Regions from separate parts of the Gossypium hirsutum genome. Here region 1 is linked to region 2. A link is a contact called in public Hi-C data. All regions are on one chromosome and are shown on one strand. The core of a region is the stretch at or near the end of the contact, and the rest is flanking DNA. Distances in the headings are between cores, read along the strand shown.

What was found. A called contact is a pair of places that touch in the nucleus more often than the background predicts.
Region 1: a Hi-C map of leaf shows a contact between it and region 2, with 2.2 times the contacts expected there. The contact joins the promoter of LOC107894012 here to the promoter of LOC107894064 in region 2. A contact is called at or near these places in 2 of 34 Hi-C or Micro-C datasets (both in leaf).

What each region holds. Positions count from the first base shown.
Region 1 is chrA13:14,513,548-14,516,247 of Gossypium_hirsutum_v2.1, reverse strand. It overlaps LOC107894012 (phototropin-2), which reads right to left and starts at 1,365. Exons shown (of 25, transcript XR_005907506.1): 1 at 1,055-1,365; 2 at 236-818.
Region 2 is chrA13:13,931,332-13,934,031 of Gossypium_hirsutum_v2.1, reverse strand. It overlaps LOC107894064 (transcription factor SRM1), which reads left to right and starts at 1,377. Exons shown (of 3, transcript XM_016819271.2): 1 at 1,377-1,546. LOC121212275 (14-3-3-like protein GF14 omega) reads right to left here and starts at 177. Exons shown (of 2, transcript XM_041084725.1): 1 at 1-177. The coding sequence starts at 177.

The DNA of each region.
Region 1 (2,700 bases), core at 116-2,615, 580 kb before region 2:
CCTGCTCTAGGAAAGGGTGTTTGCAAGGTACAAATAGCACAATGAAGGAAAGAATTGTCCATTCAAATGGGAATGGCGTATTATACCGATTGAATTCAGACACAAGTTTAAGGCTCCATACTATCGTGTATGACAAGCAATGGAAAATTGCAATAATTTTGAGCTGCAGAATGATTGCAGTTCCTTTAGAACGGCTCCCTACTGCCCCTTTACATATTTAAAAGCTTGAACTTACCAGTTTCGTCCAATGGTCTCCTTTGATGAATAACCAGTCATGGCAAAAAATCCGCTGCTAGCATACACTATAGGGCAGTCTGGTTTGGTAGCATCAGATACAGCAAAAGTTTGCTGCAGGGTTTCTAAAGCATCCTTCAGCTCCTGTGACACCCTAGGAAAGGCCCCTCGACCCAATCCATAATCCGACTCCCCTGATGTCCTTGTCGAGTCCACTGAAAATTTGCCTAACGAGTTTTTGCTCTGATTTCCTTCTCCAGTTGGCTTTACTTTACCAATCACTCTGAAACTACCTTCTCCAACATCTGATTCTACTGCAATACCCCATTCTGCAGTCCTTTCAACTATGCTAGCTTCGGTTGAGGACTGTCCATTCGAATCTTTCCCTGCAGTGCTAGCCCCATTCAACTTTTCGATGGACTCATCGTCAAAGCTTACAATCTCATAATTATTGGCTGCCTCTCCTTCCAAAGCTTGTTCGCTAGATTGTCCAACATTTCGAGCACCCGATACAGATGACCCCGACAGCTCCATGGCCATTCTTTTCTCCATTTCCAACTTCTCTAAAATGAATGTAGGTAAGACTGCAAATATTAACCAAGTAAAAATTGATCACCATGTCCAAATAAACATTATATCAAACATCTTCCATACAAAAATTCAGTGCTAGAAAAGTATCCCTATGTACATAGAATTAAACAGTCAAACGTCTCCCATACTAAAATTCAGTGCTAGAAAAGCACCCCTATGTACATAGAATTAAACAGCTACCAAAAGAAACTGTACATAGAATTTTACCTACTTTTAAACGAGTTCAAACCTGTAGCAACTTTAATGGCAGTGGATACACCTCTCTAATCCCATCACTGAAACATCGGTTCTTAAGTTTCTGGTTCTGGTTTCTGTTCCATATAATAGCAGGATAATGTTTTCATATAGACGAATTTCCAAGCTCCATTGGCCTTCAGATATTTACATATTGGCTATTTATTACAAATGGATCAAAATTTGTCAAATTCCCATCAATTTTATCCGAAATTTGTCTCGTTTTCTTGAGGGAAGAAGATTTTTTATCATCACTTCAGCAAGAAACCAGTAAATCAAGATTTTGTGAGGCTGCAATGCAAACAACCCCATATTGTTGAAACTTGATGAAGATAAATTTCACTTTCACTTTCACTATCTGAAATTTTGTTATGTTCCTTTGGGGCCAAATAAGAGCAAAATTGTATTTTGTTTTTAGTAAGTATCAAATGAAACAGCCAAATGAATATATCAAGGTCTAGGACCACAGCATGAAACATTGGTATGGTTTTTTTTAGTATCCACATTTTATACCCCGTCATCATCATCATCATCTCGAGTTGTCCATGTATAGGATATTCTGACCGTCCTAAAGGTTTGATCGAAAAATAAGAGTTTGGATAAAAATATAAGTTTGAAAAATTAATTGGGTAAAATATAAGGCCATTTAAAAAATGGACCATTGCTACTATTTTATTAAATTGCACTTAATTTAATATTATTTAAGTATAAAAATTTTTTAATTTATTTTTCATTTGTTAGTAAATATTTATTTTAATATTTTTAGCATATTTGACGTATTATATATTTTTTAAAATTTTTATGTAAAAAATAAAAATTAAAAAAATTAATATGGGCAGTCGGGTCGGGTCAATGACGGGTTGTAGTATTTTTACTCAGGCTTGAGCAAAAAATTAGTCTCTCTATTTATACTTTCAAAAAAGCTTAATTGAAAAAATTGCCACCTAAATTATACCTACTCTCTTATATTAGTATTTATGTCATGGGTCGCAAATTAAAGTTCATGATCATTGTGCACAAAACGTTATATGGAGGTTAACTAATTAAAAAAAGTTTATTTGATTCACTTGAATTGACTCGATTTATAAAACTTATAGAAAAGTTCATCTATTTAGAATCTTAGTAGTCCGATGAAATATTTTAATAAAATTAGAGTTATCAAGATAATTAATGTAAGTAGTATAAAGCTTAAATCACTACGATAGATAAATATTATTCTCGACCGTAGGCAGCTGGTTTTGTTGAAATTCAACTTGAAAAACTAAAAAACAAGTTATTTATAATTAAATCAAAAGTAAAAAAAATTACTCTTTAACTTTTATTGTTCAAACCTCTCCCTCACGATTAAAGCTCCATTTTTCCTCCATTTATCTATTTTTACTTGGCATCAAATGATTAAGTTGAGATTAAAAAAATCGGATCTTTCTGTTGTTAAACGTTGGTAGCTTTCATTGTTGTCATTGCCATGGATCCAATGTTGAGCTTCCTCAAGAACAACCCTTTCCTTTGGCTCAACCCCTCGAATGAAAGCAAACTCATAATTCCAATTTCTGATTGTTGATTGACCTCTGAAGTTATTGCTATTGTTTCTTGGACCGACGGTTTTGTTGTCGGTACCGGCTTGTGAGTTGCCATTGTTGT
Region 2 (2,700 bases), core at 128-2,627:
TGGAGGAGACGATCTTCCATGAGGCGCAACGGACGCATGGTGACGTTCTTGTATGCGACAGAGGAGGTTGTGTTCCTTGATGGAGAGTTCGTCGGGGTGGGAGATGGCAGAGGCGGCATTCTCTATGAACTTGACCATCTCCTCATAGCGCTCGACTTGCTCAGTGAGTTTGGCCATGTAGACGTCTTCGCCGCGTGGGGAAGGGGTGCCATGGTTATGAGTGGTGATTTGAGGGACTAACTTTGTTATTAAACCAATGAAAGAGTGCCTCCGTTGGAATTTAACATCCGAGGTGAAAAAAAATTATTTTTCAAAATGTTACTAATCAAATAATTTTTTTATAATTAAGTGATAAAAATAAAAATTATTTATAATTGGATGATTATTAATGTAATTTACTTAATCAATTATTACTTCTAATGAAAAGAAAACTAGAATTTTGAAATATTTTAAAGAAAAAAAGTTAAGCAAGGACATCAACCTTATGATTAGGGGTGAATTTAGGAGTTGGCACAAGTCTCCATTTCTCTAAAATAATTTTTTTTTATTTTAATTCTTTAAAATTTTAAATTTAAAAAATTATACTTTAATTTTATAAAAATAATAAAATTTTAATTTAATTTTTTAAAAATTATATTTTTAATATCATAAAAATTAAAATTTATTTTCGCCCTAAAATAATTTTTTACTTGTCCACCTTACTAATTAAATTGTGTGTGAAAGAGTGGAAAGTGGAAACACAATAAATTGCAATAATTAAAACCATGGGCCAGGGAGCATGTGGTTTGCTAGAATCGTGAATTTTGACTTATTGCCTACGTGGCAAAAAATGGTTGGTTTGTTCTTTCATTATTACATGACAGCTTGCACATTGTATCTAGACAGTCACACTTCTAGTTTATCCCTAAATGTAATAAAAAGGCATAAACCAAATACATCTGTTTACAATGTTGGATTCCCAAATTAAGCATCCCAAAAGGTCCACTTTACTCGGTCTTTGCCTTTTGCTTCATAAAAGGGTAATATTAAATTAAAAAAGCGTCAAATTGTAATTTTGATCCCTTTATTATACTTAAAATTGACATACTTTAATTTCACGATTTTTCTACTTTTACAATTGCAACTTGATTTTATGTTGAATAGGTGTTAAAATTTTTGAACTTTTTTGTTCTAAAATAAATGAAAATTTTATTATTTTTCGTTTTTGTTTAGTAATTCTATATATAAATTTTTCTTTTTATCTTTTCTTATCAAATTAAAATTTAGAGACTAAATATCAAATTTAATATTGTAGAAGGATCAAAACATAATTTAACAAAATAAAAATACCCCATTTTAAAAATATATATTTTAGATTAAAAGCTATAAAATAAGGCGAGAAACCCAGATAAAAGAAAAAAAAGAGAAAAGACAAGACCAAAAGAGTAACCTTGTTGATAAAATTAAATATTGAAACTTTGTTTTGCTTTTTTTTTTCTTCCTTAATTTCTTATTCTATCTATCCAACAAGAAGCACCGAGGAAAAGAAAAAAAAGAAAAAGAAAAAGTAAGAGAAAGGTAATGATTTTATAGTCAATGATTATGGATGCTTATAGTATTAGTATGACATCTCTCTACTGATATCTAAATTTGTTAATTTTTTTGGGATTTTTTCCTCTGAAAAAGTGGGGTTTTTTTAATATAAAATATATTTAGTTTCTCTTTGTTATGATATTGGCAGAAATTAATGGCAGATTAGAGTGTAATGTGTATGTTGAGCAACTTGGGATGAAGGGTGTAAGGCTTTTCAATCCCAGCTGTAACAATTTGTAGCAAAGTTATTGCAGGAAGTGATGGGACAATTGACCCATCCTGCAACTTCCTTTGTAGATACTTTCAGGATAACCCATCAACATCATCTATAATTTGTATGTACTAAGCCCTTCGTAAATTTGTCAAATAATTGGTTCTTTTTTTGAGATTTTCTTTTTTGGGTATATTTTTTTTCCTTTTTTTGAATTTTATGCTTGTTTGTTGTTAAAATTTTACATGTACTTTAAATAATATAAACTTATTGCAGAAGTATTTACACATTTTGGAAAAAAAAAAAGAAAAAGAAAAATTGGAAAGGTTGATAGTGGATGGAGTAGGATTTGGCTCCATCAAAGGTTAGATTTTTATTTGTTTGGTTGGTTCAAGTGTCAGAATCTTGATATTAGTTGTAGCTTGCCTTTCAATTTTATGGTGATTTCTACAGTGAAACAGCAAGGAATATGAGGTTAGCTTTTTTCTGCTTTAGTCCTGGAATTACTGTGTAGGAATCTTCAATGAGAAAATTAAATTATATATATATTTCTGAAGGAACCCTTGAATTGGGTTTTACTTCTTTTGGCATCGTTGAAAGTTTTTTTTTTTTAAGGAAGTTTGTTTCCTATTTTTGTTATTACCCGAAAATTCTTTTGATTATTGCTTAAAGTTTGATGATTTTTTTTTAGAAGAAAATATAAAACCGTGAAATGAAACTTAAAGTATCCTCATAAATGCAAATTGTACTTTTGGGTGCTTTAATTGATTTTTATTTTCTTGTTTCTTATATAAACTTGAAAGGGAGATCTTTTGAATTCTTTGCTAAGTACTGTTGATTCTTCTAAGCATGTAATTAGCAAAAGAAAACAAAGAATGAGGAGCTGAAGAATTTGCTGCTATACATATATATATATA